Linked DNA regions of Mus musculus: regions 1, 3, 4 and 5 are each linked to region 2. Evidence: chromatin contacts called from public HiChIP or PLAC-seq and promoter capture Hi-C data. All regions are on one chromosome and are shown on one strand. Each heading gives the region's core, a stretch centred on a gene start, on an enhancer-like site or on the middle of the called end of the contact. The rest is flanking DNA. Distances are from core to core; before and after follow the strand shown. Region 1 has its middle 20 kb from the start of Gm46983. Region 2 holds the start of Sem1 (SEM1, 26S proteasome complex subunit). Region 3 overlaps Dync1i1 (dynein cytoplasmic 1 intermediate chain 1). Region 4 overlaps Slc25a13 (solute carrier family 25 (mitochondrial carrier, adenine nucleotide translocator), member 13). Region 5 overlaps Dync1i1 (dynein cytoplasmic 1 intermediate chain 1).

Region 1 (5,199 bases), core at 1,276-3,775, 950 kb after region 2:
AACTACCAGCCCAGAGATGGTCCCACCTACAAGGGGCCTTTCCCCCTTGATTACTAATTGAGAAAATGCCTTACAGTTGGATCTCATGGAGGCATTTCCTCAACTGAAGCTCCTTTCTCTGTGATAACTTCAGCTGTGTCAAGTTGACACACAAAACCAGCCAGTACAGATGTTGGACATTTTTTCAATTGCTTCTCAGCCCTTCAGAATTCCTCAGTTGAGAATTCTTTGTTTAGCTCTGAGCCCCATTTTTTTAATAGGGTTATTTGATTTTTCTGGAGTCTAGCTTCTTGAGCTCTTTGTATATATTGGATATTAGTCTCCTATCTGATTTAGGATTGGTAAAAATCCTTTCCCAATCTGTTGGTGGCCTTTTTGTCTTATTGACAGTATCTTTTGCCTTACAGAAGCTTTGCAATTTTATGAGGTCCCATTTGTCGATTCTTGATCTTACAGCACAAGCCATTGCTGTTCTGTTCAGGAATTTTTCTCCTGTGCCCATATCTTCGAGGTTTTCTGCACTTTCTCTTCTATAAATTTCAGTGTCTCTGGTTTTATGTGGAGTTCTTTGATCCACTTGAGCTTTGTATAAGGAGATTAGAATGGATCTATTCGCATTCTTCTACATGATAACTGGCAGTTGTGCCAGCACCATTTGTTGAAAATGCTGTCTTTTTTCCACTGGATGGTTTTAGCTCCCTTATCAAAGATCAAATGACCATAGGTGTGTGGGTTCATTTCTGGGTCTTCAATTCTATTCCATTGATCTACCTGTCTGTCATTGTACCAGTACCATACAGTTTTTATCACAATTGCTCTGTAATACAACTTGAGGTCAGGCATGGTGATTCCACCAGAGGTTCTTTTATTGTTGAGAATAGTTTTGCTATCCTAGGTTTTCTGTTATTCCTGATGAATTTGCAAATTGCCCTTTCTAACTCAGTGAAGAATTGAATTGGAATTTTGATGAGGATTGCATTGAATCTATAGATAGCTATCAGCAAGATAGCCATTTTTACTATATTAATCCTGCTAATCCTCGAGCATGGGAGATCTTTCCAACTTCTGAGATCTTCAGTTTCTTTCTTCAGAGCCTTGAAGTTCTTGTCATACAGATCTTTCACTTCCTTAGTTAGAGTCACACCAAGGTATTTTATATTATTTGTGACTATTGTGAAAGGTGTTGTTTCCCTAATTTCTTTCTCATCCTGTTTATCCTTTGTGTAGAGAAAGGCCACTGATTTGTTTGAGTTAATTTTATATCCAGCTACTGCACTGAAGCTGTTTATCAGGCTTAGGAGTTCTCTGGTGGAATTTTTAGGGTCACTTATATATACTATCATATCATCTGCAAATAGTGATATTTTGACTTCTTTCTTTCCAATGTGTATCCCCTTGATCTCCTTTTCTTGTCGAATTGCTCTGGCTAGGACTTCAAGGACTATATTGAATAGGTAGGGAAAAAGTGGGCAGCCTTGTCTAGTACAGGCAAAAGTTCATAAGACATTATTCAAACGACAGCATACAATTAACCAGTAGGTATGTTTCAAACAACAAAGATAACAATTGTCATCATCATCAGAGAAACATGAGTCAAAGCCACAGTAAGTTCTCACTTCACACCAGTAAGTGATACTATCAGCTTAGTTGACTCTGTTGGCCCTCCTGTGGGGTCCCCGTCCCCTTCAGGGCCTTCAACTCTTCCCCTTATTCTTCCATAAGAGTTCCTGACCTCCGTCTTATGTTTGGCTGTGGGTAACTGCATCAGTTTCAGTCCCTGTAAAGTCTTTAGAGGACAGCTCTTGTGTGCAAGCATAACAGAGTATCATTAATAATGTCAGGGATTGATGCTTACTCATGGGATGTGTCTAAAGTTGGCCTGGTCACTGGTCAGCCCTTCTTTCAATGTCTGCTTTATCTTTGTTCCTGCATTTCTTTTAGACAGGACAAATTTTGGATCAAAAGTTTTGTGGTTGGGCTGGTGTCTTTATCCTCTACTGGGGTCCTGCCTGGAGGTGGCCTCTTCAGGATCCACGTCCCCACCATTAGGTATCTAGGCTGAAGTCACCCACATTGACTTCTAGGAGCCTCCCCCCATCTCTCTAGGACATCCTCAAGACTTTCCCTGCCAAGGACCAGCCTCAGCTTGAAGAGGGGTTCTGAGAGAAGGGATGTCTGGGAGCGGGGATACAAATGACTTGAAGTCAAATCTTGGGTAGAAGCTGGCAGCCAACCCTCTGATAGTGACAGCTTTCCAGCCTGATTTCTCTCTCTTTTGCTTTCTTTTTCTCAGATCTGCTTTCTCAGATCTGCTTTTCGTGGAGATCTCCAAGTAGCTCTAATGCTTTGCTCCAGACATTTCTCCAAGCAGTACTCTCTCACTATTCTAAAAAATTCTCTGCATAAGACATCTCTTACAGATCCTAAGTCCAGTCTTTTATTTTACATATCAAGCCAGTCATTTACTCCGTGGTCTATTTTGACTAACCTATGAATCAGCATCCTGTGACCCAGCTCCTTGATTCTCAGGAGACAGCAAGCACACATTTTCTTTTAACATTGCAAAGGAATTCAGAGATCTGCTGGACTGTTAACCACAGAGGGATAAGCTATCAAGGGTGGGAAAATTACCATTTCTACCACACCTAGACTTAAATTAGCTCTGTCCCAAGCTGACCTTGAACTCAGGAATCTTCCTGCATTTTTATCTGCCTGTCTTTGTATATCTTTCTATCCTGTCCCTCGGGATTCAGTTATCGTGGGTGCGAGGGGGACGGCAAACAGTAAGGAAATGGGATTGGAAGAGAAAAGAGAAGCGGATGACTAAGTAGATTGCACCTATCAAGGTCTCTGTCTATTAGGCTGAGGTGCCTGGTTTTAAAGCATACATCTTGGGGAATAGGGAGGGGTCGAGGGGGAATTTTACAAAGAACAAAGAAGTGGGCATCTGCTGACATGAGGGCCGAAGTCAGGCTTCAGAAGGCGGGTACTCTGCATCTTATCTCCAGAACATAGATCCTCCTTAACAGCTTTGAGATGTCAGGCCAGGCTCAGCGCGTAACTCATGTCCTTGGAAGTCATGAGAGTCAGGAAGAGATAGGAAAAAGGGGACTACAATTCAGCTTTTACAGCCTCAGGTGCCAGGAAGGGAACAGGGAGGAGGGAGTGACAACCAGCTCCTAGCATGAGGCCATTAGGCCTGTCAGGGTGGGAGATTGTGAAGGGCTCTCTTTCTCACGGTATGGTCTCTGACATCTTTCTAACTGGCTCAAAGTAGAGCTGCCTCTGTTCCTTTAGTTATGTAAAGCCTCTTATACAACTCATGATCCATCCTTATATTTTTGCGTATTTGAGAAATTGTTTATTTTTGAACTAATGTTTTTAGGCTAATGTTTTAAGACTTTTCCACAGATGTAAGGGCTGTCCTAAAAGTTCCAACAGTTACCATTTTTCTAAGACATGTGCTATACCTTCACTTCCTGGACTTATGCTATCTGTGATTAGCATAGAGTTAACAGAGAGGACTGTAAAATATATACATTATTAAACAAACAAGCCCTACGCCCACAGCAGCCATCACCCACAGCAGCCATTGAGACATGTGGAGGTCCACACCCTCAGTCTCTGTCCCAGGAGCAGGAACCATGTCATTCTGTCCCCACCAAGGCCATGCCAACACCCCGATCTGGGAGCTGTAGGTTTCCATTCATTCTCCTGGCTCTCTGAGTCTCCTGTATCTCCCCCACATGCCCTATCATGCCCCTCACCCTCCATTCTCACATCCAGGTCCGTCTCTCCCTGCCTTCTGTGACTGAGATGCCAAAGCTTTTAAATTCAGGCTCCATTTTAGAGAAGCTGACCTAAGTTTAAACTTAGGTAGACTAACAGGCTGGTATCTAGCATTAGTTTCCAAGTTGCCCCCCAACAGAACCTGAGCCTAGCTCTAGTCTCTAGGCTAATCCTCAGCAAGAACAGAGTTTCCAGGTTACAACCCCAACAAAACCAATGTCTCCTGGTTATATCCCCAACAAACCTGCACCCCCAGGTTACAAGCCCATCCCCTTCCTAATGTCCACCAATGGAGAGGGGAGCAGAGGTTAAGTTTATGATCTGACTCCCAACACCAGCCAATCATGTTAAAGGCCTCAGGAGCTTTCCAATTAGCTGCTTGCACGTGTATTCCCTGCTTGCTGCTTACAATAAAGTTTGCCCCGATAGACACTTGGTACCCCCGCCCCCCACAAACCATCCTGCATGATGGTGGTGCGTTGATGGGGCCTGAACTAGCTTAAATAGGATAAAGATCCTATTGTGAGTTGCATCAGATTGGCTCCTGTGAGTGTTTGGGGGATCACTAACTTTTCCCTGGCACAACATGACTATTTTGTACCGCCTTCTAAGTATGATGCAAGCATCCTCACTTGGTCCTTCTTGTTTAACCTCTTTGAGTCTGTGGGCTGTATCCTGGGTATTCTGTACTTTATGGCTAATATCCACTTATCATTGAGTACATATCATGTCTGTCCTCTTGATCCTGAGTTACAAACTTGGACTTCTGGGAGCTCTCAGAGACTGAACCACCAACCAAAGAACACACACCAGCTGGAATGAGGCCCCAGGCACATATGTAGCTGATGTACTCAGTCTCCATGTGGGTCCTCCAACAACTGGAGTGGAAGCCTTCCTTCCCTAAAGCTGTGGTACGTGTTCCCCATTAGGGCTGCCTTGTATGGCCTCATTGTGAAAGGGTGCAGCTAGTCTGGAAGAGACTTGAGGTGCCAGGGTTGGGGAGATATGGAGGGTCAACCTCTCAGAGGAGAGGGGGAGGCAGAGGGACTCTGTGAGGAGGGAACTGGGAGGGGGCAGCATTCAGGATGTAAAATAAATAAATAAATAAATAAATAAATAAATAAATAAATAAGAAAAAACCCTTAAGGCTGAATCTAAGACTTATCAGAGGAGGAAAAACAGAGTCACTATGGTCAGAAAAAACTAAAGATAAAAGTGTGTCTGTGAGGCCGTGCAGAGGAGGGAGCAACACATACGGCAGGTGGGAGTATAAAATAGGTCAGTCACTCTGAAAGAAAGCATGGATGCTGCTGAAAGAATTAAAAATAGAACTACTGTATGATTGAATAATACCACGACTTACTATGTATCCAAAGGAAATGAATTTAGGATGCCAAAGGAATCTACATT
Region 2 (5,413 bases), core at 1,262-3,761:
AGGTGTTATGTAAGATGTTGGGTGGAAGATGTCAGGTGGCAGTCTTACCTAGCTGTAAATGCTGTGAGATTCAGTAATGAACAGTGCGGTAAGGTATGCCCCCGGGTACAAGAGTGCCACCAATGGCATGGAGGTAACCAATTTATTTCTGATGCGATTGAAGCCTGCTCACAGAAGAAAACATATCCCGGACATTGCCAATCTAGCCAAGAACCCCAAGCTGGGACAGACAGTCCCTGGTCAAAGAAACAGGTTAAAGTGTCAGCAGAATGCTCATCCACAAGTGGGACGTCTATGTCACACCTCCTCCCCAAGGTTCAAAAACTATCATAGAAGAAGTGGACAAATTGTAAGAGCCGAAGGTCACAGAGGACTAGAGCTAAACAGTGCCTTCTGAACATGACAGGACTGCTGTACTTATTGATCTCAAAATAGCTGTTTGCCTGCACAAGAACCAGTCCGTCGGGTAGGCATCAGCTGGAAGGGGAAGCACTTCAAACTGAGAAACTATGGGCAGCTAATGGTTCCTGGGGCAAAGAGAGTCAGTTTTCTTTGAAGGTTTCGCTTCTACATAATCAACAATGGATGGCCCTACATCCAGGCGGATTCAGACAGTGCAAACTGAAGGTGAGGAGTTGTTAAAATGAAAAGGACGACACAAAATTGGGGAGTGAGGTAGAATCGTTCTTTGAGGAGTCAGGAAAAGGACTTGGAATTGACCAAATGATCAAAATACATTGTATGACATACTTACTGTTAATAAAAGTTTTTTTTTTTAATTTATGATGTAACCCCCCTCCCCCCAATATAAAACACTTTATAGGGATCTCATGTTGTCTTGTTGCCATAATAGGAATAAAATCCCAGTAGAGCTAGCTTCAAGTATCCAGAGTGCACTTGACTAGGGAAGAGTCCCTATTTCTTAAGACATTCCGGTTTTACTTCAGGGTGAGTTAATCTTAAAGATCTAGAAAGAATAAATATTTGACCAGGAAACTAATCATAGTGTAATGATTAGTTTTAATTGTTAATTTGGCACATGAAATCATCTGGGAAGAATGTCTCAATGAGAGGTAACCACTATTGGGTTATTCTATGGTCATATCTATCACTCACTGTCTTGATTACATTAATTGGAATGGAAAGGCCTGCCCACTATGGGCTAGCCATTCCCTAGGCAAGGGATCCTGGACTGTGTAAGCTTAGAGACAGCGATGCACCCAAATAGCAAGCACACATTTATTCTCTGCTCTTGACTGTGGATGTGAGAGCGGCTTCAAGTTTCTTCCTTGACATTCCTGCAGTGATGGAGTACAACTTAGAATTATAAGCCAAATGAGCTTTTCTCCCCTGAGCTGCTTTTTTGCCGGGGTATTTTATCATAGCAATGGAAATGGAATTAGGAAAGAGTGTTTGTATAAAATAAAGTATTTTTTACAAAATATGTTCCACTTTCTACTTTCTGATATATCTTTTTAAAAAAACATACAATATTCATATTTATATCCATAAATTGTTCAAACATTTTTCCCATGTTTTTTTAAAAATTCTCTGGCACGGGGTAGTGAGCCATTGGGGATATATTTCTAGCCCTCTGTTTACTTTTAATTTAGGGACACAGTTTCACTAAGTTGTCCAGCCTGATTTTACACTCATTGTATCCAAGGATGCCTTCTGCCCCAACTTCCTCAGTAGTAGGGCTTATAGACCTTCTTCAATTTTTATATATCAAATAGAGTTATTCTTGCACCTGTAACTATGTGTGTTATATGTATAGCCTTAAGTGTGGTGCTGAAAATAAATAAATTATACTAAAGAGAAATTAAGTACCTCATATAAGAGCCCTTTAGATGCAATAGAACACAGATTTATTAGCCTGGCAAATACGTGTTACTGTGTGGTTAGACACTAACTTTTCTCCTATCTTTCATTGTCTTGTTCTTTTCCATGGGTCACAATTAAAACAAAGAAAGCAAAACCAAATCATATCTTTTGAACAACAGTACAACGTTACATCATTTTTTTTTTTTTTTACTTGTTTATTTTTTACATCAACCTGTCAACTAGTTAGAACAGAAACCCTACGGAACACAATTGTAAGGTCAAGGAGCACAGCACAAAGGAAAGGTTGGAGGACAGTCAGAATTGTCTAGCATATGAGTGCCTCTGGCTGCCTTTGGTCCCGGGTTCCCTGTGATGTGGAGATATTTAACAGCATGCTCAAGGCTAGGTTTGAGTAGTGGAATAATGTAATAAGCTCTTAACTTATGTTACTTTATCTTTCCAGATTTCTGTTAGTGATTGTAAGCTAAATAATGGCCTTTAGTAATTTAATACACTGTAAATCTTTCACACGTAGGCAACTATATGAATAATAAAACGAACGAACACACTATAAAACAAAACAGTTCACTGTTTCAAGACGGGAGGACCTACTACAACCGCAGGACGCTCTGGGAGGACCTTCGCTGTCCCAGCATTCCTCGCGCTGCCCCGCAGCTCTTTCCCTCTCGTCTCTATGGTTGCGCCGGCGTTGTCAGGATCGGCGCCTCCGGAGTACTGAGGCTTCCGACTTTGCGGCCGGTCCGAGCAGCTTGGGTCTTGGCGCGGCGCGATGTCCGAAAAGAAGCAGCCGGTCGACTTGGGTCTCTTGGAAGAGGACGACGAGTTCGAGGAGTTTCCCGCGGAAGGTAACCGCCAGGCCGCGCGCTGGGCCTGGGGCCTCCGGTGGGGCGGCGCCGGGCCTGCTCTCTGCGGGAATGAGCTGGGCCCAGCAGCGCGGATCCGGGCGCGGCCTCCGGGGGCCCCGGCCTCGGCCTCCGCGTCCCGGTAGCCGTCGCTTCATGGCGCGGCCCAGTGTTTTGCGCCTCGTCGCTGGGAGGAACCAGGTGAAGCTGGGCCCACGGTGCTGCGAGCTTGTGGCCCTTTAACTTCAACCCGGGACTCTCCGCATCTGCACAGTCTCTTGTTTTGCTTCGGTTTCCAAGCCTCCCCTTGGTAGTAAACTTCAGAGTCCCACTGTTGCCCAGGGCAGCCAGTGCTGTGTACCTCTCGGATAGCGCGAATGAGCCCCGAGAAGTGGGATGATAGAGTCGTTCGTGTGTGTTGTATTCATTACAGATTTTGCCTCAATTTCTGCTTCTCTCCATTTACGGTCACGTGAATTAACCCAAGCTTTATAAAAGTCTTAACCATCTGCCTTCGAAACTAACTTCAATGCTAGGGATGCTTTAGTTTTCTCATTGTAGGTAATAACATAGCTAATGTTGGAAGAGCCTGCTATGATCTTGGGAACGTGAGTGCTTCGCTTCTATTGGCACAATCCATTTCCACAAATATAGGAAGTAGGTATTAATGTACTTACTATTATTCACGTAAGGAAACAGAAGTTTGGAACAATGGAGAAACAGGCCCAGTGTCAACACTGTCCGGAAATGGTGAAACTGAGACGCCTTAATTTACACCAAAGTCCTTAACTTCAGCAGTTATCTTCTGTTTGCTAGGCCTCTTTTTGCCATATTAGTTTTTCAAATTGATTACTTTATTGGCTAATTGTTTTGAGTAGATTTCCCAAATATTTTACCTTGTTTCTAAAAAGTGAGTTAGACTGTGTCTCCATGAAGACCATAGGAAGAGAATTGTGGTTAGTCATGTGCACATACGTGGCATCAAGCAATTATCACTTGACAAAAATTGTACTTAGTTACCCCACCATGATCTCAATGCGCATAAAATCACATCACAGGAACGTTTAGTCTAAGTATAATGTAGTGTTTTAGTTTTAGTGAAAGAGAACATTAGTGTGTATATTATGCAACCTCATAAACCAATTCAGAAGATATATTTCCTCTGAGTTAGGAGTCTATAATATATGATGGGATAGTTTACCTTTTGTTTTGGTAATAAATTTATTTGTTCAGTCTGATGTTTTGTTTTCAGGTTCATTAATAATCCTGTAACAGAGCTTTGTGGTAGAATTGGCTAAGTGAGGGCAGGTTAGATTTCTTATTCCAACTACTTGTTTCAGATGGTCCTTATCCCTTATTACATACAAGCTGCACGGTTAAGACACTTGCTTTGCATTGTAGAGTCAAGCATCTAATCTTGAAGCAATAGAGTTCACGTGTTAAAAAATAAAGATAAATTCTTGCCATTAAGTCTCTAACTCAGAATCTAAAAGGTCTTTCTGACCAGTGCACCCACCCAGACTTTAACCCTCACCTTTAGTGCAAGTCTCTATTTAAAATAACTAGATAGCTGAGAACCTAGGAAAGAATTTAGAGGTAACTGTCAGCTTGATGATGTACTAGATGTTTTTCAGCACCTTTTGTCAACTTTAGTGTACTGTCTGTCCTTTAGAGCCTGTATTTTGAGCAGTAGTCTGTTGAGTGTGTTGACAGTTGTATTATGTTTAAACATCTCATCGATGTTAAGGAAAAGCAAAGAGTCTAAAGACAAAAGAACGCACAAAAGATTTAGTGTAAGGACGGTGTCATTTAATGATCTTCCAAATTTGTTGTCTTGGTTAGAGTGTATAGAGTCTAGTTCCTTGGGGAATCTTTATATTTAGAATGAGAAGTAACATTTTAAATGATTTGTTATGCATGTGTGTTTCTTCCTTAGTTAACAGATACATAGCCTTAATTCATATTAGGAAGATTTTTGCTGTATATAAAGATTAATTCACTGGGTAAAATTAGTGAATATTTACAAATTAAAATCTTTGATTAAAAACTAAATGAAAGAAATAAAATCTGAAAAAGAAAAAAAACCCAGAAGACCTTTTTTGTTTTAGAGTAAACATGTTCTTTCCTATTTTTTGGTGTTGTTCTGATACAGATTCTCTGTTGCTGTTGACATGTGGTTCATGGACCACCAGTCTTGGCATTTGCATTATTTGGGAAGATGTTAGAAACACCTCTTAGAATTTGAATCCTTCAGTATTTGAGTTGTCTTTTAAGTTTTTTTATACCCAGATTTACTTTCAAGTGCTTTCCCTTCGGAAAACTCACTTTTTCTTATGATTGCTTTTTACGAAAAATTGGCAAACTCACTAATAGAGTAAATGAATCATTTTCTTGTTAGACCAATCTGGAGTTATCTGTGCCATTTATAGGATGTCTTACTGCAAGAGTCTTGTTACTTGAGAGTGTGCCAAAGTGGGGCTGGCCACTCTCTGGGCTGTGTGTAGACTGTACACTGTGGAGCTTGTCACAGGCAAGTCATTAAATTGTTTTCATAGTTTGTCTTTCGGGAATGTTGTTGCTACAGCTCCTCCCAGATAAGAACCTGCTAGATGGAATTTCAATTTAGTGATCTTAAAGAAAGATAAATTTTATTTTGAAGAGAAACCATAAGTTAATGTTTGCGTGGAGACCTCATTGTTTCATTGAATAGCTCTTCTTCAGTGTGA
Region 3 (5,585 bases), core at 1,809-4,308, 720 kb after region 2:
GTGGGTCAGTTAAGGGCGTCTCAGACACGTAAAGAAAAAGCAGTAGCCTAGCTTTATTCTTGGTTTTTGGGTCGAGGTAGCAAAAGACACGAAAAGACAACTTTGAAGTATTTCATCCAATTTTCTCACTCTGATTGCTTTGACTAAACTAAAATAATTTCCATGTTTTCAAAAGAGCTGAAATCAGGGTGCCAGCGGGTTTTCCAAAAAGCGAGCTAGCAGCGCCGCCTACTGGCTGTTTTCTAAACTAATGCAGGATTTTTAAAAAAAGATATTATTTTGTATTTATATAGCGCCGTCTTCAAGAAACTTTTAAATGCTTTACAGACTTCCTCTCTAATTAATCCCCGCAACAACCGTGTGAGGTAGGCATTACTCCCATTTACAAGAGGGACACTGAAGCACAAAGAGGTTAACGCAGGATTGAAAGCGGGGCTAAGAAGGGTTTAAGAGATAAGAGAATGAATGTCCAAGAGAAGACATATGCTAAGGAAATTACTTGTACTCACACGTTACAAGTTAAATGAGAAACTTTAGCTATTTCTAAATGTAATGTAAGTCTGTCAGAAAGATGAGAAAATGTGGTTTATAGCATGCAAATGTCTACTTTATCTTTTTAAAAAACATATAAACACTCAAATTAAAATTCTTCTTCATCAGCAACTGTACAAATAAAGACATAGTGATATTCCTGAAATTCACATAATTTAAACCAATTTCACACCCATTCCCTAGGATCTGCATACAAATCCCCAGTTTCACATCTAGAACAATAACAAGGAGCTTTTTACTGGTCCCGAAGTCCCAAAGCCCACAACCAAGGGACTTTAAATGGAAAGTATTGTATACACACACACACACACATGTATATATATATATATATATATATATATATGCATATATATGTGTGGTGTGTATGTATATATGTGTGTGTATGTATGTATATATATATAATTTATATATATATACATACATACATATATATATACATATATATACACACACACACACACACACACACATATATATATATATATATATATATATATATATATATATATAGTACTTGAGCAAGATTTTTAGTTACAACTATTCCCATCAGTGACTGCTCCCTCTTAAATAAGTATTTCAAATGTGGGGGATCAGTGTAACTCCTAAATGCTCTGTCAGGCAGGCAGAGTGCTACAGCTCCAGGCACATCCTCCCAGAGACAACAGCTCGAGGCTTTCTGGGTGCACTGACTTAAAGTAGCAAAAGCAGTTGTATACTTTCTCTTCCTGTTGGGGAGTCCAGTCCCCTGCCGCCCACCTTTCCTGTTACTGAGTGAGTGAGCTGCCAGGCACTTTATTTCCTCTGCCTGTGAGCTGCACAGGAACCCGTCCTGTGCCCTAACTGTTGTTATCATGGTGTGTATTGCTTGTATACACATTTGCACACATATATCTACCCGGCTTCGCTGTGTGCCCACCCTCCACACTCTCTCTTGCATCCCCGATTCCCCTCTTTCTCTGTGCCTCCTTAGCACGCCTCGGCAGTGCAGAGTCTTTTTATTGGCATGACACACGAAAGCTGAAGAGCTACTAAAGGAAAACTGGTCAAGGGGACTATTCTGACATTGCTGGTGTAGGAAGCTGCATACATAAATTTACAGAGTAAAAAGTAAAACCTTTAGATTTTAATTTTTTGACAAATAAGTATTCCATTCTGTGAACCCGTGACTTTCCCTTGACTGATATCTATCATAGAGCCATGGAAAGAAACCCACATTGAATATTTGATAACTTCTCTTACCTTGCTTCATACTGTTTTGTAGAGATGTATAGAAATATAACACCCTACCTGGGGTCTAGAAAATATATGTTAATAAGGAAAGTGAAGGACCAGAGAGACACATGGTCAAATACCAACATTTCCTCTACACAGGTATATGAATTTTTGCCAGCCACAGCCTTTTTCGGACTTGATGTATAGAGACCAGCTGGAGCTTCCAGAATACAGAATTTAGTGAGGGACAGCCATCACTATGTATTGGAAATTAAATGTTTATTCTCCACAGATTCCTTTGTGAATAGAGAAAATACTGCTTTCTGAATTAGGAAGTGCTCTGCTATCAAGCTAGCACTGAAGGGAGTAAATGAAGATGAGCGTTCATGTTTCCTGTCTCATTTGAGACATAGGATTGTTCTGTCCAAGGTCATGAATGGGTCTAGGGCTCTCGAGGGACACAGCAGAAAATGAGGTGCTGTGAGATTTCTCCTTTCCTCACAAATGAAAAACAAAAGTCTTTTAATCAAAAGGAAAGCAGTAAATTAAGAAGTATGTGAGTGGCTTATCTGCTCAGTCTCTACTTCAGATCCTGACTGCCAGACTGTTGCCCTCTCAGACATGTCTTCTCCAGGCAGAGGCTGCAACGCCATGTGCCACAGCTGGGCAAAGGCTACAAGGCCATGTGCCACAGTTGGGTATGGCTGGCACCCAGAGAGAGAGTACATTCGTGAGCTCCATGGAATTTAAGGAAAACATGAATTAACACAAGCGCCAATTCCTCAAAGGCAGACTTCATTCTCAAATTGCATGCCAGCGGAGCCACTAATAAATTATTAGGTATCTTCATTCTGAAATGCTTGTCCAACATTAACTAATTTGACCATATGATATTTTCAAAGGGGTAATTATCATTCTCATCTCGCAGATGGGGAAATAAATCAGAACGATCATCACATTTAAAAGGGAACATTATTTCATATTGTGACTAATATCATCTTCAGTTACTAATCTTATTAAGGGGTGAAAATGTTCTATCCACACATAGGAATGGCACAGCTGACCTAATATGGGTAAGGCATGTCCTTTGAACGTCCTATTTCAAAAATTTCCTTTTCTTAATCTGCAACCCACAAAATCATTACAAGCATCTTATGAAAACAACCAAAATAGAAAAGAATACACAAGAAGGTTGGGAAATTCTTTCTATGGAAACAGTAGGGGATGTGTAGGGATAGCAGCCAGGCCCGTCCTGCCAAGGGAAGGACTCCAGGCTTCCCAGAGCAGAGGAAATGAGCATAAGCACACGGCCATGAGAGGCAGCGAGCTTGGGTTGTTTTTCTCCGGGAGTGACAGATTAGTGCTTCTGCCTGCTGTCTAGCTCATCTGACAAATGCAAAGCAGGCTGGGGCTAACATCGAGTCACAAAGGAACCCTGATATTTCGGAGTTCTATATTGGGGCATCTAATAGACTATAGACAGAACATAATTTCAAAGCTAATCTCTATCCCAAAGATTCACAGATAATATAGAACATCTGTGTTGTGTTCAATGTTGTGAGTTACCTACACAATTTAAAGAGTGTGGTAGGGTGTACACAGGTAGCATCCAGACACTACACCATTTTTTCTGTAGGGAACTTCTGCATGCCCAGACCTAAGTGTCCAAGGGGGCGGGGTGGGGGGGAGAGCCAGTTCTGAAACCAATTTCCCAGGATACTGTGGGATATCTGTATATAGTTCTGGCCACAGAACAGGTCAAAGCTGAAAGGCTTACAAGTAGGGCACATGCACGATTCAAGTGAGGATTCGAGTTTCTCGGCTGCTGCTCCATGGATGGATATTGGTTGTGATGTGCAGGTTTTTGTTTGTTTTGAGTTTTACTTATTTCATGTATATGAGTACACTGTAGCTGTCCCTGGCACACCAGAAGAGGGCAGCAGGTCCCATTACAGATGGTTGTGAGCCACCATGTGGTTGCTGGGAATTGAACTCAGGACCTCTGGAAGAGCAGCCAGTACTCCTAACTGCGGAGCCATCTCTCTAGCCCTCATCTGATGAGTGGAGACCTTAGAACAGTTTGGATGACATCTTCACGGATTGCCCAGCCCCAGAGTCATGGGCTTTGCTACTTATCTTTCCCCTGACATGGCAGAAATGGTAGACAGAAATAATAGAAGGGATGAAAGACTCTGTATTCACGATTCACAGTGTTTCAGTCCCTTGTGACAGGAAAGCCACAGCGGAGCAGCTTGATTCCTGGCAGGAGCAGGTGGCAGGGGTTGTTCCCATCACATTGGAACAGGCAGTGGAGAGAAGAAGGAACTAGGAGCCCGGATATAGCCATCAAGGGTTCTTTGCTGGTGACACATTTCTGCCAGGGAGGCTGCACTTCCTGAAGGTTCTAAGTCCTTCCAAAGTTGCTCCGCCAGATGGAGAACAAGCTTGGCTATGAGCCTGGGTGGGGACATCTCAAATGCAGATCAGAACAAGGAGCGCCCTTGCTAGTCTCCAGAGTGCTCTCATCAGCCGTGTGTAACTAGTTGATGTGAGCTTGAAACACAAGCCGCACCTTTTCTCCTTGTTCATCTTCTTGGCCGTGTAGACCTTTTGGCACTGTGGCTCTCCAAATAGTGTCCCTACAAAGTGTTGTCCTGAAACCTACTATGTGCCCATTTTCTCAGGCCTCCTGTGAAGGATGGGTCTCAGCAGTCGGAACTGAGGGAGCTCTCCAGGTGACTCTGATGCACGCTCAGGCTCTTTGCTATTTTCCTTGCCACTTCAGCCAGACCTTAAATAGAAGCTTGGGCCTCAGATTCTCTTATGAGCCTGATCTCTGTCACGCAGGTGTGGGGAATATTGCCCCTCCTGTGCATTCATCTCTCCCATCACCTCTGGTCAGCAGCCTTGACCCCCAGAAGAAGCGTACAACACACACAGGCACTGCCTCTGTGAGGCTTCTCTGGATTTGTATCAGTTCATTTTCTCCTCCTGTAACACAAGGCCCGTGGCTGGGTAACTTTACAAAACAAAGAGCTTTATTTGGCTAATTGTTAGGGTTATTTAAAAGTTCACACCAGCCTGGCTCCAATGGAAATTTTTAGGCAAGAGTTATTACACAGAAGCAAGAGAGAATGATGGCATGGCGAGACAGGAAGCTAAAGCAGTTAGGACCTGCCAGGCTTATTCTACTGCAGCAACCTTCTTGGGTAACTATCTCAAGCATGCCAAAAGAGCTATCTTAGTGACATTGAAAAAGATTGATTTACGTCTTTGTTGATTGGTTGATTGGCTGTTTGATTTACAGTTAGTTGAGTTTGTGTGTACCATTTGCATGCAAGTGCCCTCTAGGGCCAGAAGAGAAAGTCCATCTAAGCTGCATGAAGGGCTGCTCACTGCCTCTCCCTGGGCTGCCTTGTTTGAGGCTGCGCTTTGTCCTAACTGTGCCTACCTTTTCCTGTCTCAGAGCTTCTTCTGGCTTCTGCCCATTTTGCTTCCATCATTGACAGAATGATTGTTTTTAACTAGTGGCTGCTCTCTCTAGTTTCTATCAGTCTTCTCTGTCATCTTTAACAGCAGTAGGATTATTACGTCTCCCCTGCCCACATCTGGATCATGCTCAGCACTCGTTCGTCCTGCTATTGGCTGAGTCCAGCTGAGCTGCGTCTGCATCTGGAGGAAAATCCTTTCTCAGCCTCCTTGGAAAGTCAGAGCACTGCAGCACTGCTGTCATGGTACTGTCTGTGGTCGCCTTCCAACCTAACAGACTCCACAGCTTCCACACCCTATGCTAATCAATAGTGGTCAGGGAGAAGAAGGTA
Region 4 (5,563 bases), core at 1,844-4,343, 540 kb after region 2:
GGATTGAGAACAAATTTGGACTTTACCTACCTCTCTTTAAGCCATCAGCATCTACCTCAAAAGTGACTGCTGGGGACTCCTAGAGTGACTGACCTGGATGTGCCTGTAAAATGATTGGAACCACAATAAGCCTCATCTGGGTCTGAGGCCTGGCTCCGTCCCTTCCACATCTGTCCCATTTAAATTCAGGTCAATGCTTCCTATATTAAATGCAATCATTCATTTTTCTGGATGTTTTTGTAGCAAGATCATGGGGAATTATTCCTAATTATCCTTTGGCACTTTGCCCACAACCTGTGTTTGTATCTTTTAAATACTGGGATTTGGTCAATACTAACTTGATGTGGAGTAAGTCTGAAGGGAAATTAAGGAGGTCTCCTACCTGGATGATGGTCTCACTAATGCTACTGAAAGGCGGCCATGGTTTCCAAAAGACTTCTGAGTATGTTTAAAGTAGTAGAAAGCAAAGTATATATTTATAAAAATGAAAAACACTGGAAAGGAAAAAAAAACCCAAATATCTAGCCTGGACTCAAATTTTAAACATGCACAAATTTGGCCTCTGGATTATATTATGAAGGTTTTATGTGAAACATGTTTTTTCATAATGAAAACCACATTCAGGATGTTTAGCAATCATATTCTCTTGCTATAGCAAGTCTACTAGGGAAAAGTCTCGAATGCTAAGGAAGTGCTTTGGGCCGTTTTATTATAGAGACAGAAGAAACACAATTCTGCTCCTGGGTGTACTGATTTGAAATAAATATGTATATGATGAACACATGCTGATTCCAATTTTAACAGACACTGTAAGAATAACAGACACCCCTTTTTGCTGGTACCACCCTCCTCGAGTCCCCATGGTTGGCACCCTTTTGCCTTAAAAATCAACTTTCTCTTGAATCATGTCAGACAGATATGCTCTAAGTTTATAATTGATTTGGGGTGCCTTGTATCATGGTCAGAGGCTTGTGTGTTTGTGAAGGGAAAAATAAACTATTTTTAAAGCTATTGATTGCTTGCTCTTGTGTGTTTCCATGATAAATGTCAAAAATATTGTCATTAGTGGACTCTGACAACTCTTCATGCCATGTTTGGGGACATTGTGTTCCCATTGAAGCTGGCTTTCGGAGTAATGCATGGGCTCCTTTTCCTGTCTCAGAATGAGTAGGGGAACATATATCTCATCACTCTGAGTAAAGAAAGAACTACTGGACAGATACACTCACCCGAACCATCATTTTGTTGTTGTTTTTTAAGATTTATTTATTTTATTTATATGAGTACACTGTATCTGTCTTCAGACACATCAGCAGAGGGCATCAGATCCCATTACAGATGGTTGTGATGAGAATTGAACTCAGGACCTCTGAAAGAACAGTTAGTGTTCTTAACTGCTGAGCCATCTCTCCAGCCACCAAAAGAAGGCATCAAATCACAGTACAGATGGTTGTGAGCCACCATGTAGTTGCTGGGAATTGAACTCAGGACTTCTGGAAGAACAGTCAGTGCTCTTAACACTCTGAGCCATCTCTCCAGCTCACCCTAAACATCTTTAATACTTAAGACAATTTGTGTGTTTGGGAAGCATGTGTGCTCATGGGGGAGTAGATTTATCTGTAAGTGCTTGGGTAAGAGTGCACATGTATGCATGTATGTATGGAAACCAGGCTTTAGCACTGGATGGCTTCCTTGCTCTTGCCATTTTAATTACTGAGAGGCTCTAGTGGAATTAAAGCTTGTAAGTTTGGTGACCTAACTGACCAATGAGCTCCAGAGATCCACCTGTGCCTTATCCCAAGCATACTGCCTGTTCTTGAGTAACATGTGAGTGCCTCTGCCCTGGATTTCTATGTGAGTGTTGGATCCAAACTCAGGGCCCAAACTTGCACAGTGGACACCGTATTGACAGGGCCATCTCCCCAGCCCAACTTGCTACAGTTTCTTCTCACGATGAGTAAAGTAACATAAAGCTACAGTGGAAGTTGGCCATAAGATCTGTGCTATGATACCTGTAATGTAAGTTACTACTGGGCTATACCAGAAGCAAATTTCGCTGTATCCAACCCTTGTTAGTGTTCGCCTCATTGTGATGACTTGGGAAAAGAAGCAAATCTTACAAGTTTGTGATTACTGTCAACAGCACTCATTACCCAAAGGTGATGCTGATTGATTTACTAGGGTTTGTGAGTGTTCTTAGTCCCTGAAGGTTTCCATCCCTGTCCCTGCAGTTAAATTAAAGCTGGAAATCTTCAGCATCACCCACGAGTTTTTGATCTGCACGCCTGTTAAAGGTGTGGATCTTTACCAGAAATGGGACAAACGTGGTATTTACTACATAGCAACCTCGAAGACCAGGTATCAGTTTGAGGATGGTATAAAATGCAGTGTCCCAGCTTTGGGCTTGGGAGCCCGAGTTCTCATACTCCCTTTTGACACTTGTTGGAAATTTTATAAAAGATCAGATTTTGATTAAAAAAAAAAAAACCCACTGGCCCAGATCTCATCAAAAGCACATAGTCCACCCATCCCTTTATGAACTGTTGGTTTTGATGGGGGAACATCTTGGTTCTGCCTGGGACTGAGGGTGATTCCACAATGGGGAAGGAGGGAGGTTCATACTGGGATGTAAAGTGAATATATAAATGAATGAATGAATGAAGGAACGGATGAGAAACAAGAAGGGGGAGGAGGGGGAGAGGAAGAGGAAGAAGAAGAAGCCAGCAGAGGCCCAAGAGCCAGTAGGAGATAGGATCACACTGTCCCTGTTTCTTTGAAATCCTTGACTTTTTCTGCTCAGGAGGCAGTGACTTGAGAGCCTTTGAAGGAGGCCTAATTTCCATGACTTCTGCTCAGTGGGTGGCATGCCTGTAACAGGCCTAGAATTGGCCTGCAATCACCATGCGGTAAGAACCACGTGAAATTTGTTCTGGGTTTTTCTTCTCCCCAGAGTGACAGCACAGTATGTTTGGAGCGGCGTGGCTCCTGTCATTGCTACAGTAAGTTCCTGGACGGTGTCCCTCTTTAAGGGAAAGGCCCAGTAGGCATGTCGCCCCTGTGTGCTTCCATGCCTTCCCAAGTGTAGAGCCCTGGAGCCCTGCAGCTCTGTGCTTGGCTCAGCCAGTGATTGCTTGGAAGGCGGGGGAGACAGGCCTGCTTTTCGTAGCAGCCTTTTTAATTTTTTTCCAGGGAGAAGAGAAAATGCGAAGCTGACCACAGAGTGAACACACTGGTTCTTGGGTTCCAGTCGTGGCTGGGTTTCTTGAAGCTGGGTGGCGCGCTGTCGCCAAGCCCCTGCTGCACCTCATAACCCACAACCATTTGCGGAGCTCCCTGGGGTCGCCTTAATCCCAGCAGCCAGGGTCGCACAGGGAAAAGTAAGAATTCTGGCCCAGAGAAAAGAGTCGTTTAAATGCTTATTGCATTTCAAGCTTCAGTTTTTACTTAGCGAAAATATTTAGCATTGCTGGAAAACAATGTTTAAATCTTTGTGCTTATATGTTATTTAATGGTGTGGCCTGTGTAAACCTCGGGACGCTTACGTTTTGACAGTCTTCTGGAAATGTTTAGCGGCACATAACTCGGTGTGCAGGGAATAAAAACCGAGGAACAAATTGCGCTTGAAACTGTTTGTAGCCTCCTCAGACTGTGTATTCAGAATGCACGGCATGTCGGGACGCTTCAGGTGCAAGGATGGGGGCACTTCAGTGATAATATTTGTTGAATCTGTCTTAGGCTCCAGTTTATCTGCCTTCCAAATTAACCTTCCCTCCAACCCCTCGTGTGCCTCTGACCGCAGAAGCCAGACTTGTAGGCATGAATTTGTACTCTTGCCACTGACTAAAATCCCATTTTCAATTCTGGGTAATCAAATGCTTTCAGGATGTGGATTTTTCCAGAGCTTTCTAAAATGTTCTTTCCACGAGCGTCTTCCACAAAGGCGTGTGTGCCTTTTGTCTTACCTGGGGGAGGGGAGGCAGATGGGACACAGTTTTCTCCCAAAGGTTCAGCCTTTGGTATTAAGACAAAATGTACTGACAGAATTGCCTGCTTCTTCCTGTCTCGGATACCTACCAACATCCTCGTGTGTGTGTTTCTCAACAGTGGCAGCCTCTCCCTTGAAACCTAAACAGGGCTTTCTGTAAGGGAAAGGCCATTCTAGACCACGGACATTTGAAGTTATCATTCTGAGGTATGCATGAAGGAACAGTTGAATGGGTGAATTTTTAATAAATGCTTTTTCCTCCACCATGTCTCTTATATTTTGGTGGTTTTTATGATACTAAATAATTAAACCCTCTGGCCTTGGATAAAAATGTTATATTACTGAGTTGTAACTCCAGCCCTTTTCTCTTTTTTAAAATTTTGAATCATGGCCTTTACAAGTTGCTCAAACACGCTGAAACTGTTAATATACCCCTCTCAATCGACCAAATACCTGGAAATACAGTCTTGTGACATCAGGCTGAGGACACAGGCTGTGCTATCAGACTGACTTCCACACTGTCCCTGATAGGGCCTTTCTGCTGCTGGCATTAAAACCAGAAATGAGGGACAATTGATACAGTCCCGAGTATCAAACACTTTTTTTTAAAAGAAATCACAAGTCAATCTTCTATTAAATCAACATAGCTGTAAAATAGGTTTTAATTATTAATAATTTGTTTCTGTGAGCCACGAAGAATGACATGAGCTCAAGGATGAATTTAAATTCCCTGGTCATTGTGAAAAATTAAACTGTTGTTTTAAAAAAAATCTTCTCCTTCATGTGGAATGTTACTTTAGGCTTGAGGTGAGTTGGGAATCATTTCTCTTATCAGTGACTACACATTTGAAGCTTGCTCTCTGTTCCCCAAATCCATCGGAGGCTGCTGAGAACAGTGGTTTGATTTTTCAGGAAGGTTTGTCTTTAGCTAATGCATTAATTGCCTGAGAAGAGTCCAAATGGAACACTTGCTTTCATCTGCTGGGGTACCTAATAAAATAATGTTGTTTGCTTTGAGATGCTGGGATGTTAAAGGGGTTTTGCTTAAGGCAAAACCACAGTCCCCTTGGATAACTCTTGGAGGAAAATTAGGAAGACGCAGCAATTGTGCTTGTCTCAAGCTGACTTCTGGGTCATAGACACGCCTCCCTTTACTCTGGTCTGGCCACCAAGGCTCTGGTGCCTACAGTTGTTTTGGTGGGACACTCTTCAAGGGTGGAAGAGTTAATATGGTGATTTTAAAGTTGATGCAAATTCTCAGAACAGACTTGTACAATAAGATAGAGAAAAACAAGTCAAGAGTAAACAACACTAAAAGCACATATCCCATTCCTCTGCCTAAAGCTTAGCTTTAGCTCTGCCGGCCTTAGCTCTTGCAATGGTCCCTTGCACACTCCTCTTAAAGGATAGGGTTCTCGGATTTGTAATGACTTATTAAACAGGAGCCGACACATGCCAGACATGATCTTATTAAGTCTTCCTGGTCCTTGAAGAGGTATCCTTTTTTGCCGTGTTAAAAATGAGGAGACTGAGACCAGCAATAAGTGTCTTATTGCTTAGGCACCACAGTGAAAGAGC
Region 5 (5,142 bases), core at 6-2,505, 560 kb after region 2:
TATATCTCAGGCACCATTTACAAATGCATGGTTGGAAAACCTTGGATAATTAAGAGGTTGAAAAAAATATTCCATAATCTCAATTAGTTTCTCAGTTCCATTAATCATGGCCAAAAAACTAAGTGAGGTGGTCTCTAGGTTCAAGATAAATACTTTTGTGGATGTGTGGTTCATCAGTGTCTTTGTAATCTTTCAATTAAGTGGAGTCATTTAAAAAAAGTCTGTGGGGCTATAACATGAACCGCCGATAGTGAACAGACACGAGAACGATGTCATATTCAATATTAACACCAGCAGGAAAGTTTTCTGCTAAAAAGATATTGTACAAATGACCTTTTTATTTTAATGCACACTGTTTCTAGTGCCTTACAGAATGAGGGAAGCTTGTGTACATTCCCTCAGAATGACAGTTTAACTCCTCTAGACTCAAAAGGTTAAAACCAAACAAACCCACCCACAGATATTAATGGCACCCAAATCCAGGAGAGCAGAAACCCACTGGCATGCACACATGCATCTGTGTTCAGAGAAAGCCTGTTGTTTTGTTGTTGTTGTTGTTTGTTTGTTTTTTGTTTTGTCTTGTTTTTTTGTTTTGTTTTGTTTTTTGTTTTTTTGCTTTTTGACACACAGATGGGAGCAAAGTGGGATGTAGCAGGTTCTGAAACAGCCACGTTAGATCAGCCGGGCAGACCCGCTTCACATAAACGCAGCTTCACTGTGTTTAATTCTCAGAAAGGCAAGGTCTAGGTCCCTGTTAGCAACGGAGGAAACCACGGACCAGAATCCTGTGCCAGGACGCAGCTACACAGGCGAAGACACACTACAGCCTTCCACCACGAGGTAGACTGTGGCGGGACGACTTAGCCTTAGAAGAAGCTTCCGAGAAGTCAGGAAAGCCGGACGCATGCACATCTGCTCTGTAGCCTGCTATTACCAGCCAGTCAATAGGTTAAAATTACTAGGGAGGTCACCTGCTTTCTAACCTGGACCTGTTTGCCAAAGCCCTTTTTCCTCTATCTTTAAACGGGTGATGTTTCTCAAACCAACGTTATTTTTTTTTCCCACCTAATAAGGTAAGAAACGAAAATCAGACATAAAAGACAAAGTAAATAGTAACAGATACGGGTCTGGCAGTGGCAGTAAGCCAGTAACTATGGAAGGAAATAAGCAATTTAAACACTTGTCTTGAGAAATTAACAGTTACAATTATTCTTCATGCTAAAATTTATCCTGTAAGCAAGGGTACCAAAATCCAGAGGTGTTTTCCTGCAGAGAAAACCAAAACCAAACAACAGCTGAGAAAGAAAGACCTCATTCGGCAAGCCCTAGAGATGCCCTTGCTTGTGCACATATTGAAATCATATCAGCTGCCTGTCTCCTGAAATTGTTGGATGTTATTATTTTGTCTACTACTGGGAACAATCCATTTCTCAGCCCGAAAGATGCAGAAAGTGCTGGAAACAATGGCTGATGGACAATGATGGAGAATAAACTTCCTAAACTCCAATCACCTCCCTTTCCATAGTACAAAAGACACACAGAGAGAGGCAGGGCAAAAAGAAAGGGTTCCTAGACAAGCCTCTCCCCACATTAGCTGACTAACCATGCTGCTGCCTCTTCCCGCATGTTATTGACTATAGGTTTTCCAGTAAATTCCTAGCAACCACGGAATCTAAGCAGTTTTGACAAAAAGAAAGCTTATCGCTAAACACCTTAAAAACATTTACCAAGGTAATAAAAGAAATGTCATTTCCTCCTACGGAATGTTTGGGCATAAAAGAAGTATTTTTATAATGCAGTTCATGATTTATCATATCTATAGTGTCCCAAAAAAAAAAAAAAAAAAACCACAATGAAAAGGAAGCATTTTTCTAGCGGTTGACAAGTGTTTGAGTCAACTACTAGGTTTTCACTGCATTGGCCGCCAAGGCAATCTCTCTCTTCTAAAAGCGAGGGAGGGAGGAAGACCAGGTAATGACTGGAAGGACAAACAGTCTTTTCTAAAACTCCTTTTCTGTGCACATACAGTCACACTTCCTGTGGCTACCAGACTGTACTCGGTTTGGAGGCTGCATTCTGAACGCATTGTACAATTAAGCTTTTGCTTAACTCTCCCGTCACACTTCACGCCGGGACTCATTCATTCCTGTTATATGACAGACACTGTGTTGGGCACGCTGTGCCTGCCTTAACAGAGGAGGACGTTATCTCTGGGTGTGTTTCTACAGATTCGGTTCTCCAAAGGTTATACTACTTTGCTGTTATATTTGCTAGACAAGTCGACTCTTTATGATACTAGATACTAGAAGGTGTTCAATTACTATTCAAGAGAGCTTAGTGCCAAGGTCAATAAGAATAAAAGATTTAATCTAAATACTGGGAAATGACTACCTTGTCACCAGAAGACAGCCTAGGAGTGGGCTCCCGATCTGTTTGGCCTGCCTACTAGGAAAAGGGACAAGGTTTTTTCTACAATACCAGAAGACTGGCTATTACTTAAATGATACATAATTAATTTATTTCAAGTAAAAAAAATCCAAGGTAAAAGATGTTATGATAGCTGATATTCTAGGAAATACACGTTTAATTCTTTCTTGACAAGGGGATAATGGGTCATTTATTCTTCCTCATTTTCAAGTCCAACCTATGTGATATATATGCATTTATATATAAACACAGAAGCAGATATTTGATTTCATATTTTATTTTAGATATGCCAACACACATGGACACACACACACACCAAAAAACCAAACCAAACCAAAAAGTCTCAGGTTTTTTGCAGACCAAAGAGTCTCTCTTCCTGGCAGGGCAGACCTTTATACTGGGCTTTGCAGGATGTGATTTGACTTAACTGCTCTCATTGACACTTTTTTGAGACAAAATTTAACAGTTTTGGTGTCAGCGATGACACACGCCTTTAATCCCAGCATAGGGAAACAGAGGCAGGTGGATTTCTGTGAGTTTGCAGCCAGTCTGGTCTACAGAGCAAGATCCAGGACAGATGAGCTAAACAAGAAAACTTTACCTCAAGACGCCAAAAACAAATCAAAACAAAACAAAACACAAAACCAACCAACCAAAAAACAATCAACACAAAGCTTTACAATTATAAAACTCATACAATTTGTCAGTCATAAAACGTTTAACGTTTAACGTCTAATGACAATTGCTTCAGCATTCAAACAACCACCAAAGACAACTGAGAAATGGCAGACAGATCCTGAAGACGGAGAATGTCAAGCTGCCATCGGTTTCAGGAGGTATATATTCATAGGCCGTTGAAAAGCACTAGACACATTTTACCATGGTTTACATAAACTTAACATTAGGGCTTTCCACTTAGTCAACCACTCACAAAATATGAAAGTTGTAAGTACTTTGTATCAATTTTGGAAAAAAAATGCACTTGAAAAGATTTTAATACTGTAAACCCATTTTCATAAACCAAATGCTACCTCAATAAGCACACAATTTATATAGTAATTAATCTAATTATGATCACGGTCTTTTACACATATACTTATCAAATGGAAGCGGCTGCTACCATACTTACTATAAAATAAGTAATTTTATTGGAATTCATAGTGCCTTTTCCTTTCTTTTAAAAATTATGCACTTTGCACAGGAGAAATCAAGTTAACACTAAAATTATAATTATACATTATTTTACTCCAATCATTTTAAATGCATGTAACTTACTATGACTGAAAAGTGAGTTAATATACTAATTCAGATTGGCTGTTTTCCTACAATGATGTTTATTACTATCACCATTTCCCATACAAATATGATTTTGTGTACTTTGAGTTCAATGCCTGGCTCTCACCCTAAGAATGTGTGAGAAATCTAAAAAGCACAACCACAAATCCAGTGTTTGCGTTATCAAATGCATAGACACCATAGACAGAGCTTTGGGTTTAGATTGTCAGCTTTTATCTGGGCGCTTGGTACCATGGAAGAAACAGTCCCTGTCTTCAACTCTCTCACTGAGAAGGGGAAACCCAAAGAATTGTACAGCATCAGCTGGAGAATCTAAAATTGTTTCTCCATCAAAGAAAGCAGTCCTTGCCATGGCCCGTCGAGACTCTAGCAAGTTGCAGGCACACTTTCTTAATGAGAAACACCAGCGCCTTGGATGGTCACAACCAGATGTTGCTAAGTGACACTAGCCCGGCCCTGCTCCTGGAAACTGCTAAAGCTGAGCTGTCACCTATGTTCTTGAGCTGAGGGCGAGAGCAACCGCACGGCTACCTTCCTACACAGTTTGGTCGCGAGGGAACTCTTGTTTGACTTAATACCCAGGCTTCAGTTTAACTTTCTACTTGTCATTCTGTCTACCCAATTCCCAAGGAGAGCAGTTATTCATACAAAGACCCAGGCTGCTTTTGAGAATAATGTATACCCTGTCCTGCTGGAAACTGTGAAGAGCAAACAATTACTGCTTCGTATAATCCACTGGAGGAAAAAATCTATAAATATGCTTTGTTGATTTTGTGCCACTCAGGCCCCCTCCGACTTCTAGCATTCCCAGATTTTTCTCTACTGAATGCTATTTAGGACAAACTGGAGGAGAAATGACTCCTGGAAATTTCTGTTTATTCCTATTCTTGCTGGCTGCGCAAAAGTTGAAAAACAATATTTTTGTTTTGTTTTGTTTCTGTCTAAGCTCTTAGCCACTGAGTTATATCCCACGCCCTAGAGGTATTTTTTTTAATAGTTCTTACAAGTAACATCTTGGTCACTGTTTTAAAGTTTATAGCATGGGTCATTTTTCTTTTTGGATTCTGATTAAACTTTTGAATCTACTTTTTTACTTCCATTTTAAAAATCTTCAAACAGATACTTAATTTAAAATCACATTTTATTTTTATTTTTTATTTTTTAGCTATAACATTTGTTGTAACATGTTCACCTGTGTTTTCCATCCCAAGAACTATTCAATGCATTTATATGTTGACAAATGTACTGCATTCATTGAATTGTAGTGATATAACTGCTGTCATTCTGGCTCGTGAGTGGTAATACCAAATGAGTTATTTGTGTTCCCAAAGTTAAGAGTTTCAATTTAAAGACATATGCATATTTCTACTTACTAATTGCTCAGTGGGTCAGACAAACACAGTCAGTGTGTTAATATTT

The links. Promoter capture Hi-C pulls out the DNA fragments that hold promoters and counts their contacts. HiChIP or PLAC-seq counts read pairs in DNA pulled down with a chosen protein or histone mark.
Region 1: a contact with region 2 is called in a CTCF HiChIP or PLAC-seq map of the NIH/3T3 cell line, with 5 read pairs. The contact joins the enhancer-like site here to the promoter of Sem1 in region 2. A contact is called at or near these places in 6 of 39 promoter capture datasets (the 3T3-L1 cell line, 3T3-L1-derived adipocytes, cranial neural crest and 3 more), 1 of 15 datasets of contacts at CTCF or cohesin (the NIH/3T3 cell line), 1 of 484 Hi-C or Micro-C datasets (Sertoli cells) and 1 of 115 datasets of contacts at active chromatin or transcription factors (epiblast stem cells).
Region 3: a contact with region 2 is called in a promoter capture Hi-C map of hippocampal neurons, with 3 times the contacts expected there. The contact joins the enhancer-like site here to the promoter of Sem1 in region 2. A contact is called at or near these places in 10 of 39 promoter capture datasets (the 3T3-L1 cell line, 3T3-L1-derived adipocytes, cranial neural crest and 5 more), 3 of 484 Hi-C or Micro-C datasets (the MC3T3-E1 cell line, cortical neurons and palatal mesenchyme) and 7 of 115 datasets of contacts at active chromatin or transcription factors (astrocytes, embryonic basal ganglia, embryonic forebrain and 3 more).
Region 4: a contact with region 2 is called in an H3K4me3 HiChIP or PLAC-seq map of embryonic limb bud, with 4 times the contacts expected there. The contact joins the enhancer-like site here to the promoter of Sem1 in region 2. A contact is called at or near these places in 5 of 39 promoter capture datasets (cranial neural crest, frontonasal cranial neural crest, liver and 1 more), 1 of 484 Hi-C or Micro-C datasets (nephron progenitors), 11 of 115 datasets of contacts at active chromatin or transcription factors (bone marrow-derived macrophages, cardiomyocytes, differentiating embryonic stem cells and 4 more) and 2 of 9 other capture datasets (embryonic stem cells and macrophages).
Region 5: a promoter capture Hi-C map of embryonic stem cells shows a contact between it and region 2, with 4 times the contacts expected there. The contact joins the enhancer-like site here to the promoter of Sem1 in region 2. A contact is called at or near these places in 9 of 39 promoter capture datasets (cranial neural crest, embryonic stem cells, frontonasal cranial neural crest and 5 more), 5 of 484 Hi-C or Micro-C datasets (cranial neural crest, nephron progenitors, pre-hematopoietic stem cells and 1 more), 14 of 115 datasets of contacts at active chromatin or transcription factors (cardiomyocytes, craniofacial prominence, embryonic basal ganglia and 7 more) and 2 of 9 other capture datasets (embryonic stem cells and macrophages).

Annotation. Positions count from the first base shown.
Region 1 is chr6:5,621,642-5,626,840 of GRCm38.p6, reverse strand. No RefSeq gene overlaps it. Among named protein-coding and RNA genes, the nearest start is that of Gm46983, 20 kb to the left of the region's middle. Within about 2 kb of position 2,525, at least 22 of the 459 cell types and tissues checked have an H3K27ac peak or open chromatin away from gene starts, as enhancers often do. A contact at or near this core is called in the NIH/3T3 cell line, where this site is marked.
Region 2 is chr6:6,575,756-6,581,168 of GRCm38.p6, reverse strand. It overlaps Sem1 (SEM1, 26S proteasome complex subunit), which reads left to right and starts at 2,511. Exons shown (of 3, transcript NM_009169.2): 1 at 2,511-2,690. The coding sequence starts at 2,615.
Region 3 is chr6:5,853,209-5,858,793 of GRCm38.p6, reverse strand. The region is part of intron 6 of Dync1i1 (dynein cytoplasmic 1 intermediate chain 1); the gene reads right to left. Among named protein-coding and RNA genes, the nearest start is that of Gm34527, 36 kb to the right of the region's middle. Within about 2 kb of position 3,058, at least 4 of the 459 cell types and tissues checked have an H3K27ac peak or open chromatin away from gene starts, as enhancers often do. A contact at or near this core is called in hippocampal neurons, where this site is marked.
Region 4 is chr6:6,036,666-6,042,228 of GRCm38.p6, reverse strand. It overlaps Slc25a13 (solute carrier family 25 (mitochondrial carrier, adenine nucleotide translocator), member 13), which reads left to right. Exons shown (of 18, transcript NM_001177572.1): 18 at 1-1,011. The coding sequence ends at 83. Among named protein-coding and RNA genes, the nearest start is that of 1700019G24Rik, 62 kb to the right of the region's middle. Within about 2 kb of position 3,093, at least 31 of the 459 cell types and tissues checked have an H3K27ac peak or open chromatin away from gene starts, as enhancers often do. A contact at or near this core is called in differentiating embryonic stem cells and embryonic limb bud, where this site is marked.
Region 5 is chr6:6,016,159-6,021,300 of GRCm38.p6, reverse strand. All of the region lies in intron 16 of Dync1i1 (dynein cytoplasmic 1 intermediate chain 1), which reads right to left. Among named protein-coding and RNA genes, the nearest start is that of 1700019G24Rik, 41 kb to the right of the region's middle. Within about 2 kb of position 1,255, at least 4 of the 459 cell types and tissues checked have an H3K27ac peak or open chromatin away from gene starts, as enhancers often do.